Linked DNA regions of Ovis aries: region 2 is linked to region 1. A link is a contact called in public Hi-C data. All regions are on one chromosome and are shown on one strand. Each heading gives the region's core, a stretch centred on a gene start, on an enhancer-like site or on the middle of the called end of the contact. The rest is flanking DNA. Distances are from core to core; before and after follow the strand shown. Region 1 overlaps PLB1 (phospholipase B1). Region 2 holds the start of PPP1CB (protein phosphatase 1 catalytic subunit beta).

Evidence for each region. A called contact is a pair of places that touch in the nucleus more often than the background predicts.
Region 2: a Hi-C map of hypothalamus shows a contact between it and region 1, with 4 times the contacts expected there. The contact joins the promoter of PPP1CB here to the enhancer-like site in region 1. A contact is called at or near these places in 8 of 16 Hi-C or Micro-C datasets (hypothalamus, liver, mesenteric adipose tissue and 5 more).

What each region holds. Positions count from the first base shown.
Region 1 is chr3:35,508,040-35,515,068 of ARS-UI_Ramb_v3.0, forward strand. It overlaps PLB1 (phospholipase B1), which reads left to right. Exons shown (of 59, transcript XM_042245932.2): 20 at 1,134-1,207; 21 at 2,882-2,925; 22 at 6,476-6,584. Among named protein-coding and RNA genes, the nearest start is that of PLB1, 72 kb to the left of the region's middle. Within about 2 kb of position 2,957, at least 15 of the 54 cell types and tissues checked have an H3K27ac peak or open chromatin away from gene starts, as enhancers often do. A contact at or near this core is called in hypothalamus and liver, where this site is marked.
Region 2 is chr3:35,685,216-35,692,244 of ARS-UI_Ramb_v3.0, forward strand. PPP1CB (protein phosphatase 1 catalytic subunit beta) reads left to right here and starts at 2,771. Exons shown (of 9, transcript XM_060413837.1): 1 at 2,771-2,996; 2 at 3,096-3,235. The coding sequence starts at 3,184.

The sequences.
Region 1 (7,029 bases), core at 1,707-4,206:
GTAGGAAAGCTAAGGGATCGTGCCGAGGGCCATGCGATGATGCAACAGGAACTAGTGCTAATTGAGGGGGTGAAAAACCAGGGTCAGGGGAAGAGATGGAAATACTAAAGATGATCCAGCCTATGTCTGCAGCCGCCCCGTGGTGACCTCCCAGTCCCCACAAAGAGTGATCCAGAAAAAGCATAATCAAGTCCTTAGAGCACCGGGGTGGGAGGCAGGGGTCCCTGCTTCCGGTCCACAGCAGCTCATTACAGAGGAGTCCAGCTTCTGCTCTCCAGGTCAGTAAGGTCAAGGGCCTCCAGCTGAATTCCGCCCCCCCCCCCCCCCAGCTACCAGCTGACACCTATCATGTCTGTGGCCTGTTCACATTGATATGATCTCACTCAGTTTCCTCAATAAAATCCTGTGACATATCTCCTCAAACTTAAACCAACAAAGAAGGTGAAGCTGGATGAGGGAAAGTGAGTACCACGGCCACAGAGGCTGTAAGTGCTGGATGCGGACAGAACTCTCAGGCCCTGACTCTGAGGCCAGAGTCCTGTCTCTGTCCCGTAGCCCTCTTCTCCATGACCCCTCACGACTCTTTGCCCCAAAGGCGGGGACACCTCTCCTGGAGGCCAGCCTTCCCCTGCTTCCTTGAAATGGCTTGTCTCAGAAATAACAGGCGTCAGGCAAGGGACACGAACCTGCAGTGTGTCGCATAGTGGTTTTAAAAGACTCTGCTCTTTCTGTAGCGGAGGAGCAGGTGCATGGCATTTCGTTTTAATTTTTCACATTGTACGTATGAGAGATCTATTCATATCAAAGGATTATAATATACTTCCTTTTATGATATAGTTCACAGCTTTTAGAAAAATGGGGCCCTGAAATGATTCCTTTGGAAAACCACGCTGCAGTCTAATTTCCAGAGCACTTTTGCCAGCCTGGTGTCTGGGCATGGTTTCCCAGGGTGGGTTCCAGGATTCCCAGCGGGAGCTTGCACTCATTTCTGACAAGGCAGGATTCACATCAAGACATGGTGCTGTCAAGACTCTCGGTTCTAAAGGGCTTGGCATTCTGGCCTGGCCAGGACAAGAACACAGACCCTCTGGTGAGCAGGCAAGAAAATTACCCCCGTGTTGTTCTCTTTTCAGGCAGGTAACGGGGCCGGGTCCAAGCCTGGAAACGTCCTAGACGTCTTGACTCAGTATCGAGGTCTGTCCTGGAGGTGAGTATGGCCGTGGCGAGGCCCAGAGATGCCTCGTCGTCACAGGACAGGGGAGGATCTCCCTGAGCATGTAGAAAACAAGTTCTCTAGCAGAGAGATGAGTCACCTGGTGCTTTTCCATGAGAATTTCTAGGTTTAATTTAAGGAAGGTATTTATCAGCTTTCCCATACCACTATTTTCTCCCAAACAAGTCTGGATCTGAACAGGAGGAGTTTAGGGGAGAACCTACTCAAACATTTGGGCTGGAAAAGATTGAGCTTCCATTTCTCCCTCTGGGCGGTAGTCTCAGAAGGAGGCAGCAGCCGTCAGAACCATGGCTGTGTCTGAGTCCCAGCTGCCTGCTCTGTGTGACCTTGGGCAAGTTATTCAACCTCTCTGAACTGGTCTCATCTTTGATGCAGAGACGATAATACTGGCTTAGCGTTGTCACGAGGCTTACATGCTAAGTCGCCTCAGTCACGTACGACTTTGTGCGACCCCATGGACTGTAGCCCACCAGGCTCCTCTGTCCATGGATTCTCCAAGCAAGAATACTGGAGTGAATGCCAGGCCCTTCTCCAGGGTATCTCCCAACTCAGGGACCAAAACCACATCTCTTAAGTCTCCTGCATTGGCAGGCGGGTTCTTTACCACAAGTGCCCAGGTCACGAGGCTTAGAGAGAATTTAAATGCCTAGCACAGTGCCTGACAGAAAGGAAGGTAAAAATCATAGCTGGGATCACTACTGAAGGGCCTTCATTTAACAGACGAGAAGCATGGCTCAGAGAGGACAAGTAACCTGTCCAAGATTACACAGATGATAAAGGAGCAAAAAGTAGGGTAGATGGCTCCTGACCCCTAATCCAGCACCTCTCCTAATCATGTATATATATCTTGTGCATGCTGGCCCCGCTCCGCCTGTAATCAAATCCAGGCACCGCGGACTGTGGTGAGCACCACTACAGCTTCACCTTTGAAAGTCTGGCGCATGCCAACATGAGAGGGCAGGTGTGGTGTTTCCTCAGCCTGCAATCCATCATCTCTGGCACCAGCTTGGACCTGAGTGCTGAGTCCCTGGCCTCCTCCCTGATGATGCTCCGCAGAGTTAAACCCCACACCGTTTTGGGAACCTTTGAAATGTTCCCAGACGTACTTGGCAGAGAACGAGGAGATATGGAAAAGCAGGGAATCCAATCAACTTTGGAACGCTGTGTATTTTCATGCCTAGAAACCCATCCAACTTTGATTTGGAATTTTAGAAGTGGTTTGGAAGATGGAGAAGGCTCTCTAGAAGACACCCTTTAAAGACTTTCCCCAAGCCAAACAGGAAGAAAACCATGAGGGCAAACTTTTTTTTTTTCTTTTTAATGAAGGGGCCCACTTAATTCCCTTGCCTCGAGGTTAAAGCTCAAACTTAAAAAACAAATGTCAGCCCCGTCGGTTTAAACAAGTTTTTTATTTGGACATTCTGGTTTGTGGGGCAAGTAGAGAAAAGTTGCTGTGTTCTGGGTTTTGTTTTTTTTTTTTTTTTTTTTTCAGTTTTTCTATAGAAATAATGAGGAAAGGGAAAGACCCAAGCCCCTTGAGTGTTTCTCAGAAGGAGGAAGGTGTGTCTTGCTAGTGTCTGGGGTGTTTCAGCGTTGCTGGCAGTTTTAACCTTCATTTTCTTTTTTGTCCCCACGACGACGACGTAGTGTGGGCGGCGACCAGAACCTCAGCAGCGTCATCACCCTGCCCAGTGAGTACGCGCTCCCCCGGGGTTCGGGGCGGGCCCGCCGCAGCCCTGCGCGTTTCGGCAGCTCCCCCTGGCGGTGACCATGGGCTTAGCAGGGAACCGGGCTGCAGAAGACAGCCGTGTTCGGCAGGGGGCGCTGCTTCCCCAAGACGGTCTCCTCGCTCTGCTTCTTGAGAGTAATTAAAGCCTTGCAGATTTTTTCTTTTTTTAAAAAAAGAGAAATTGTATTTGTCTGAGGAAGGAAGAGAGTAAGAGAGAAAGAATGCTCCATCCAGCTCTTAGTGCAAGTTATTATTAAGCAGTGATTGAAGAAGGAAGGAAAGGAAACCCCTCTCTGCTTTGCCTGTCATTCTGACCAGAGTACATTTCTGGGAGGCGTTGGCTTAGGCTTGGACTGCGTTAGGCACCACTGCATACAAAGACGTTGAATTCCTGTGTGTCCGGTTTAGGGAAAGCTGCGATGGCAGCAGCAGAGGTGAAGTTACCTTGTTCAGGCCATGCAAACACAGCAATATTTGGGGCGCAGCATTTTCCTTAAATTGCTTCATCAACAACCTGTTTGGAACGATTTGTTTAAGCCTGACTACATTCTTTCAGTGGTGTTATCTTATTCATCTTTTCATTCTCCTTAGTGCATACACAGTGCTTGTTCTCAAAGCACTCATAAAATATGTGTTATTTTCCCTCAAAATCTTCTGGCTAACAATTTTGCCAGAGCGGAATTTAATCGGTCCCGTTCTCGTTTGCTTTTCTTGTAATTATCCCTTGGTAATATATCTTTAGCAGTTAAGAAATTAACTTTAGCAGTTTCAGCTCTAAAGTCAGACTTTGATGATAAAGATGGCTTGATTGCTACACAAGCAGAACTGGTTGGACTTCATGGGCTATCTGTTCTTGCTATTCGCAAATCCTGTTGAGTGTAAGTAGGTACGGTTCTGTGGCACAAGTACCCCTTGTCTTCTTTATTTTTAGGTCCACACAAAAGAGCTATGAATAAACTCCACTATTGCGAGGAGATGGTTGGCGTTGCTTTTGTGAATGTAATTGACTGGGCTGTGAGCTGGGCTAGTGTACACCACGCTTTGCTGGGCTCTCTGATTGCCATGCAGTTGTGGTCAATAACATGACTGGAAAGCATCCGATTCAAGGTCGTCCACTAAAATGATTCGTGGAAAAATTGAGAAAAAGTCACGCCTTAGGTGGATGCCCCTGACAAGCTTAGCTCAGCAGTGGAACATGGCCTATTCAGACTTCCTTACTAAAGCTGTGAAGACAGATTGATGGTAGGGACCAGATAATCTATGTGGAAATAATCGTATAGCCATGTGTTGGAAAACTTATGAAAACATAGGGTCAGAGCGGAAGCTCAATTCAACTCCCTCTTCAGTTTAATCCAGCAAATACTCCTGTGCTGGATGCTTGCGAAACAGGACAATTAGACAAGGCCCCTGCCCTGATGACATTACTAATGTCTGTTTAGGGCCATGTCTCCCTAAAGACAGACACGCATACCAATCATTATTGCCACGTACCAAGTTTAGGGGAAAGTAAATAAGAAAGTTGTTAACCTTGCCTTTTGAAAGCGGGGCTTTAAGCACTGGAATTCATCAGATAAGGAAAGGGAATGGAACGTTCTCGGCAGAGGCAACTGCATGCCCCAGCAAGCTCTCACCCTGCCCAGTGACTAGTGCCTTTCTGTGATATTCCTGATAATACCTAGGTCGCCAGAGATGGATTCTTCCAGTAATGAGGAGTCTAGGATAATCCCTTCCATTTTCAGCTAGCTCTCTAGTGATCTCACAATGCTTCCTTCTAATGAGTAGAAATCAGAGTAGCTATCATCCCTTCGTACAATGTCCCCAGAGCCACAGGGAATGAGTTCAGTCCCTCTGGGTTACACAGGCCCTGTAGCAGTGCTTGGTTGCAGAGAGCACCCTGCTGGATGGCATGGTGCCTGAAAGTCCGGACTGATACCTAGCCAGTTCTTTCCCACATCCGAGAAGATTGTAGGTCTGGAAAAAATACCCTGTGTTAGAGCTGCAAGACTAGGTTTCTAGCTTAGGATTCTATGCTTAGTAACTGTATGACTTTTAACAGTTTTCCTAGCCTTTCTGAACTTTGAGTTATTCTTCAATCCATAAACATTTATTGAGCACATGTGAGGCTCTGGGACCGCTGACCTTATGCTTCTGCTCTGACCCTGTGTTTTCACAAGTTTTCCAACACATGGCTATATGATTATTTCCACATAGATTATCTGGTCCCTACCATCAATCTGCTTGCAGGAGTTCTCAGCCAAGTTGTGGGCAGAATGCAAAATGAAAAGAGTGGACCCAGCATGGTAAAGGCATTAGAATGAGTGAGACTGAAAAGCTGAACAAAATTGGCAGCAGGTAGACTGGCCAGAGTAGATGGGGGAATAGAGCCTGAAAATCAGAAATGAAAAAGGAGATGCTATTACTGAAATAAAAAGGATTATGAGAGAATATTGTGAACAATTATATCCATACAATAGAATATTATTTGCCAATGAAAAGGAATGAAGTACTAATACATGCTAGAACAGAGATGGAAACTGATAACACACTAAGTGAAAGAAGCCAGTCACAAAAGACATTGTATTCTACGGTTCCATTCTTATGAGTGTCCGGAGTAAGCAAACCTATAGAGATGGAAAGGAGGTTAGTGGTTGCCATGGGGCTGGAAAGCTGAGTGCTGAAGAACTAATGCTTTTGAACTGCGGTGTTGGAAAAGATTCTTGAGAGTCCCTTGAACTGCAAGGAGATCAAATCAGTCCATCCTAAAGGAAATCAGTCCTGAATATTCATGGGAAGGACTGATGCTGAAACTGAAACTCCAGTACTTTGGCTACCTGGTGCCAAGAACAGACTCATTAGAAAAGACCTTGATGCTGGGAAAGATTGAAGGCAGGAGGATAAGGGGATGACAGCGGATGAGATGGTTGGATGGCATCACTGACTCAGTGGACATGAGTTTGAGCAAGCTCCAGGAGTTGGTGAAGTACAGAGAAGCCTGGCTTGCTGCAGTCTATGGGGTTGCAAAGAGTCGGGCATGACCGAGCTACTGAAATGAACTGATAGGGCTGGTAGAAATGGGGAGAGACGGCTAATTAATACCAAGGTTCTTTTTGGGGTGATGAAAATGTTCTAAAGTTTATAGGGGTGTGGTTGCACAACTGTATGAGTGTACTAAAAGCTATTGAATTGTACTTTGGTGAATTTTATGTTGTGTGAATTATATCTCAGCAAAGTGATTATATATTTAGAGAAAAAGCAAAGTGCCTGAGAGCAGTACCTGAGAGCAGTACCTGAGCCAGATCGGCACTTATTCAGCACCAATTCATTGAGCCCCTGTGTGTGCTGCCCACATGGCTCAGCATCGCCCTTCTGGACATTTTCTTTGGGGGCCGAGTGAACTGTAAGGGTGAGGGCTGTGGGGGGGGGCTCTGCTTTGTCACCAACACCCCTTGGCACTTATCAAAGGAATTCGAAGATGGCTTTAGGGTACTGACATCTCTTCCTTGTATTTACAGACATGCTCCGGGAATTCAACCCTTCCCTGAAGGGCTTCTCTGTTGGCAAGGGAACAGAAAGCAGTTCTGGGGCCTACCTAAACCAGGCTGTGGCGGGAGCCCGAGCTGAGTGAGAATCTTGGGGGTGAACCCCAAGGGTCCTATGGGGACCTGGTCGGGCCCTTGGCCTAGACCCCTGGTCTAGGGTGTATGGCTGAAGGCTGGGTGGTTTGGTCCAGGGGAAGGATCTGAGGGTCAAAGACAGCTGGGTGGGCTCTCTTGGGGGGTGTCCCTTGCTCTGGGGCACAAAAACCCACTAGCCCACCCCTAACCACATCCCCAGGAACTAGTCACAATTGGTTCTGATGCCAGGTACATGCTTTGATCAAATTGCTTTGCCTCATCCATATTTCTTCCAGAATAATCACAAACCTTACTTTACCATGTAGTTCCTAGGGATTCCTATGTTTTGGTTCCTAGATCCCCTGATATTCTCTCAACTCTCACCGCCACCCCGAGCTTGAGCCCCCATCCCCCCACACACCCTGAGCTTGAGCCCCCATCCCCACCCCGAG
Region 2 (7,029 bases), core at 1,521-4,020, 180 kb after region 1:
AGGATCACTCTAAGAGATTGTCACCTGGTCTGTGTTCGCCACCAATGTACATGCTAAATCTTGAAATGGAGAGAAAGCTAGACAAAACGGGGTTCAGTTCAGTTCAGTTCAGTTCAGTCGCTCAGTCGTTTCTGACTCTTTGCGACCCCATGAATTGCAGCATGCCGGGCCTCCCTGTCCATTACCAATTCCTAGAGTTCACCCAAACTCATGTGCATCGAGTCGGTGATGCCATCCAGCCATCTCATCCTCTGTCGTCCCCTTCTCTTCCTGCCCCCAATCCCTCCCAGCATCAGAGTCTTTTCCAATGAGTCAGCTCTTCGCATGAGGTGGCCAAAGTATTGGAGTTTCAGCTTTAGCATCATTCCTTCCAAAGAACGAACACCCAGGGCTGATCTCCTTTAGAGTGGACTGGTTGGATCTCCTTGCAGTCCAAGGGACTCTCAAGTCTTCTCCAACACCACAATTCAAAAGCAGCAATTCTTCGCCACTCAGCTTTCTTCACAGTCCAACTCTCACATCCATACATGACCACTGGAAAAACCATAGCCTTGACTAGACAAACCTTTGTTCACAAAGTACTGTCTCTGCTTTTTAATATGCTGTCTAGGTTGGTCATAACTTTTCTTCCAAGGAGTAAGCCTCTTTTAATTTCATGGCTGCAGTCACTATCTGCAGTGATTTTGGAGCCCCCCAAAATCAAGTCTGACACTGTTTCCACTCTTTCCCCATCTATTTGCCATGAAGTGATGGGGCCAGATGCCATGATCTTAGTTTTCTGAATGTTGAGCTTTAGGCCAACTTTTTCACTCTCCTCTTTCACTTTCATCAAGAGGCTTTTCAGTTCCTGTTCACTTTCTGCCTTAAGGGTGGTGTCATCTGCATATCTGAGGTTATTGATATTTCTCCCGGCAATCTTGATTCCAGCTTGTGCTTCTTCCAGCCCAGCATTTCTCATGATGTACTCTGCATAGAAGTTAAATAAGCAGGGTGACAATATACAGCCTTGATGTACTCCTTTTCCTATTTGGAACCAGGCTGTTGTTCCATGTCCAGTTCTAACTGTTGCTTCCTGAGCTGCATATAGGTTTCTCAAGAGACAGGTCAGGTGGTCTGGTATTCCCATCTCTTTCAGAATTTTCCAGTTTATTGTGATCCACACAGTCAAAGGCTTTGGCATAGCCAATAAAGCAGAAATAGATGTTTTTCTGGAACTCTCTTGCTTTTTCAATGATCCAGCAGATGTTGGCAATTTGATCTCTGGTTCCTCTGCTTTTTCTAAAACCAGCTTGAACATCTGGAAGTTCATGATTAGGAAATCCTATCTCTATAAGTCATCTGAACCATCATAAAATCCTTATTTGGACAATGCTTCACTCCCCTCCCCCCCCCCCCAAAAAAAAATCTATGATTTCTGTTATCAGCGTTTATGATACAGCACACGCATATTTTAAGCATCTCAGATCACACACTGAGGAGGAGTATATCACAACTGTTGACAGTGCAGACACTGGTGCTAGATGCCTGGGTTTGAATCCCAGATCTGCCACTGAATTGGGGCTAGGTACTTAACCATTCTGAGTTTCAATAAATCCCATCTACAAAGTAAAGATAATAATAGTACCTACCTCATAGGGCTAGTGTAAGGATTAAACAACACATGTTGTATAACATTTAAAACCGTGCCTGAGCACATACAGGGATCTCAAAAATGTTAGTTATTATTGGTGATATGAGAGTGGGGGGAGCACTGCCTTGAGCTTGAAACAGTATCTTAAGTTTCTGGACAAACACCTGAGGAATGATTAAAGACTTTGCCTCTGACCCACTTCTGAGAACAGGCCAAAAACTCTGGCTTATCTAGATCTTTTGCGTGGCTGCTCTTCCCCCTGCTTTTCTAGAGGCAGAATTATGTGATGGAAAGAAGAGAGGAGCAACCAAGCTTTCTGAGCCTCAGTGTTTCTTTGTCCCTCTCTTCTACATTACCAGATGTGGCAGGAGCTGAAAACACAAAGATAAACTGGGTTTACCGTGTAGCTCACAGTCGAGTGTAGGAGATAAATGCAAAATCACACGGTAGAATGATTAAGCCATATAATGAAAGTATTTTTCTTGTTGCTAAATGCACTGTGAAAAACAGCAGCCACAGAATTTAAGACGTATTTGAAAGAGATCTAAAGAAAGCAGACAGCGGAACTCATGTGAAATATTTTTATTGCTGACCCTCCCAAGGCCCTTTTCAATTTATTTCATCCACGTACACTTGGCAACCAACCTTGTGGAACCGCTGGATTATAAAACCCTTTATTTGCAAAGTCAAACTTTTCCAGTAGAAAAACCCCTTCTCGTTTTCCAAACGGACAAATCCAGCTTCAAACATGGGTAACAGCAGTCCACGTTTCCCGCTTACTGAAAACGAGGAATTGCTTGCCAAATCAGGGACTGAAACCAAGAAAAGAAAAGCGAGGCGGGAACAGCCACAACCGCGTCTGCGTAGCGCCGGGGCCCGGCCAGCTAGGAGGCGGGAAGGTCAACACTGCCTACGCGCGCTCTGCGTAATGGGAGCTTCCCCAGCCCAGCAAACCCTGGGAGCCTCCGGGGCGCCTGCGCAGCCGCTGAGATTCAGCGCAGTGGAACTGGCGAGGAAGGGCGACGCACCTGCGCGAAGCGGGCGGTGCGGCGCGGCGGCGGTGGCGGCGGGCGAACCGAGTCCAGTGCGATTGCGCGAGGGCAGGGGGTGGGTGAGGCGGGGCCGCGAGGCGAGTACGCCGTGCGCCTGCGCGGGGGGCTGCGTGGCGCGGTGGCGGGGCAGGGCGGTGTGGAGTGAGTGGCGCTGCGGGTGGGGCCGTCGGCGGCGCTGGTGAGCTTTGCGGAGTTGGGCGGTGCCGAGGAGGAGGAGGAGGAGGAGGTGGCGGCGGCGGCGGCTGGGTCTGACGCGGCCCGGTTCGTGGGGGGCTCCGCTTGTTTATTTATTTATTTATCGTGGGTGCCTCCGAGTGTGTGCGAGCTCCGCAGCTAGGTGGGGACGGGGTGGGGGGGAGGGCCTGGGGGAAGGGGGAGTTGGAGTTGGGGTCGAAACGCCGCGTGACTTGTAGGTGAGGGCACGCCGAGCGGTCGCCGCAGACTCCGCCGCCGAGAAGCCCTTGTTCCCGCTGCCGGGAAGGAGCGTCTGGTGCCGACAAGATGGCGGACGGGGAGCTGAACGTGGACAGCCTTATTACCCGACTGCTGGAGGGTGAGTCGGGGCCCGGCGGGCCGCGGGGAGGGGACGCTCTCCCTTACCCCTCCTGGTCCCTCGGGCGCTGGAGCCCGAGGGAACACCACCCCACCCCCTCCGCCGTCCGCTTCCCCGCTTTTCCCGCCCCGAGACGGCCGCCGAGGATGGGGGCGAAGAAGCTGGTGGGCCGGGGGAGCGGCCTCCGGGAGAGAGGCCGGCCGAGAGGGGCCGTCCCCGCGGGCGGGCAGTGCCCCGCGGACCTTCGGGGACCCGCACGGCGGCGCGCGGCCGGGGCGTGGGGTGACCCTTCCCAGAAGGAGTGGGCCGGGATGCGTGCTCCGATGCATTGTATGCCCGCGAATTGTGTGTTTCTCCTCTGTGCTCTTTGTGCCTTGCCCTTGGCTGCCTCCCGATTCTTGTTCTGGGAGTGAAAAAAATTTTTTTTTAAAATCCACCTGGGAAAACTGTTTGATCTGTTCAGCAAATTTTACATGATCCTACAGGACGAACTATTTAGGGAGAAGATAACACTAGCGTGAGTACCTCCCATGTCTAATTTAGCTTTAAAAAATAGTAAAACAGGTCTGACCGAGACGAAGAAGCACGCCAGAAATATGTAGACACACGTTTGCTGTAGGGATTAGTTTTCGAATTTGAGAATCTTAACAGGTTTGAGCAGGATTTGATTTCTGCACAAACTTAGGAGAGGTCGATTGTAAAGCCTCTGTTGTGTTTAAAGGGTCTTTGCAAGTCTTCGCAGCTTTTGAAGTTTCTGGGCCCTTCTGTTTTTATTGGATAGTTTTATGTTAGGGTTGGGGATTGAGGGATAAGGAAGAGATGGAGAGGCCAGGATATTATTCAAAGTCCATCGCGGTCTTCTGCCCGCGAATGCCTTTATCCCAACATTTGCGTCATCACTAACTGCTTTGTGAGTGAGTAGAAAAGAAATTGACCCATAAAAAAAAAAAAAAAAGATTTAGAGTCCTCTCTGTCAGAAACTGTGGCAGGATTACATAGACGTTGTTACTTGCTTTCGAATTTCCTGAAGATAATTATTTTTCACAGTGAAACAGTATGTGCTTACTGTGATGGAAAAGCATCACAGAAGATTGTATGGTTGGGGGGCGGAAGGGAGGGCGCTGGTTCCTTTTTTTGGCCGAAGTGTCGGTATCTCATCAGTTTCTGTGTATACCGGTTGTGTAGCAAACTACAGTAAATTTGCTGCAGATGTGAGTCTTCCAGCAGTGTGAGACTGAGTGTCTTTTAAGACTGAATAAGAAGCAAAGTTTTACCAGGAACTCTTATTTGCTTTTTCCTTTACTATTAAGTTATTCCTGGGAGGCCCCCTGGTGCCTGCAGTCAGTTTTCACTGTTTAAGACTTTGTGGATTTTAACAGATGTGAACATCTTGCTGGGTGTGAGACATTTGCTTTGAGGGGAAAATTTTTTTGTTGTTTAATTATTTGTTGTTCTGAGAGGGAAATGTAGCTGTTTAAAAATTTTAATATCTTGTTAACTTTGGGAGAAGTTTATGCTCATCATGAACTTGGCTTGTAAATTTATTTAAAAATATGATGCTTGTATCCAACTTCTTCATTTTTGTTTTCCATATACTTATTTATATACTTTATAGGCATAAGACAAGATAAACTTATGTATTTTTAAATGTTTGATGTGGGATGTCTTAAGTGAGATGATTTTATGATTATACATAATTAAGAAACTTCACTCACCGATTGTTCAAGGCTACTAGGAGAAAGATACGGTGGGGAAAATAGGCTAAGTGATTGTTTCTTTGAATTTGAATTACATCAGTGTTCGGTTCTGGTTTTTGATGATCGTTTTCCAGACATTTTCCCCTTTTAAATTAGCAAGAATTTACTGACCTGCTTTGTGCCAGTCACCAGGAATGCAAAGACAAGACACTGTCTCTTCATTCAGGGAATTCTCAATTTATACAAGTGATTTAATTCTCCAGGCCCCTTTCTCCTTTGCAAAATCTAGACCTGTCCAAAGACATCCAAAACAGACTTGGATTTTCTAGAAAGTAGTTACTTTTAGTATTGAAATAAATTTTTTTAGTCTCCAAATAAAAATCACTTGATTTTCAGTGACATTACATTTTAATTAAAAGTAACTCAAATTCAAGTGAGGTTGCTTAGCAGAATAGCTATAGTTAAATTTTTGGTTTGTCTTTAGTATTAAATGAAAGTACAGAACTTGATCAGCAATATTTAATCTCATTTTAAAATGTTGATTGTAGTTCCATAACATAGTCTCGATTATTTTTTTCTTTTTATTACATCAGATTACCAGTCAGCTATAATACTTTTAGTATACATTTTATGAGTTGGTTTGTGTTTACTTAGGTGGGCAAATCATGTGAATTTCTAAAGCACCATTTACATTTAATTTTTTGTTGTTGATATTATTTAATGCAAAACAGTATACTAATTTATTGTTTGGACAGTGCATATTCCTCCAATACATTTTCTTGATTAAGTTTTGCTTACTACAAAGCCAGAGATTCCTACCACTCTCGGCTGTAGTGACCCTGCTACTACATTGTTGTGGGTTTATCATCGTGCTTTTGACTGGCTGTTTAAATTGAAGCAAGTTTCTGTGAGTATCCTGGGAAATCCACTAAAAGCTTTTTTACTTTGATGAGCAGTTCCAAAAGGACTTAGGATGGCAGTGGGAGTATAGAGAAATCACCTGGGGAGCTTTATTCAGACTGTCAATATTGAGTTTACTTTGGAGGAGTTGAAATAGGATGAGTAGAATCTGCTTGTTTGGGAATCTGCTTCTGGGTGGTTCAGATTGTGCTAGCTTTGTTCCCAAATACAGACATGATCCAAGTGTTTAAAAACTGGGCTGTATCAGCTGATGATAACTAACATGTGCCCATTATATATATTATAGCATATATTTGATTATGTATTATGTATGTGTATCATGTACATTTAAAACTGTGAGTGTCTGGGATATGCTTTTCTGATTATAAAAATAAGCATTCTTATTCTTACAGGAAAGAATTTCTTATATGAACTGAAGAATTAAAACCAAAGTCCTCCCCATAATTCCATGATCCAGAGATAACTTGTTGAAATTTTGATGCATTTTTCTTTCAGATACTTTACATCTTTAGAATATTGTTTATGTAGCTTTATAAATTAATTTTTAAATGTTTTCTTGCATTTTTTTTTTACTTTGCTACAAAGCTAAACTTAGTATTACAAGATAAATTGTAGACTATTAGTATCATGTTAGTAGACTATTAGCAAAACTTAACAGAATATGATTGTGTTTATAGTTTTGGCCCACTGTTTATGAAAATCTTGGGATGTGTGTATTCTTGTTTTTAAATCTGTTTTTCACTTAATCACAACCTATCAGATGTCTAAATTTGTGAAACTGCTGTGATTATTTTTAGTTAAGCTGGAAGACTAAGCAAATAGGAAGTTTACGTCTTTTGTGTCCTTTTGAACGTCAAGAAAAGGAATGGATTTGAAAAATGAAGATTAATGAAACCATATTAAAGCCCCTCCTCCCCCCACCCCCTTTTTTTAAGCTTTATTGTTGTTTTTTTGGCTGTACCACACAGCTTGTGGAATATTAGTTCCCCAGCCAGGAATTGAATCCTGGTCCCCTGCAGTGAAAGCACTGGATCGCCAGGGAATTCCCAAGTCTCTCTTTTTTCCTTTTTAAATAATAGTTTTATTGAGATACAATTCATATACCATGCAATTTCACCTTTTGGATTGCATAATTGAGTGGTTTGTAGTATATTCACAGAGTTGTGCAACCCATCA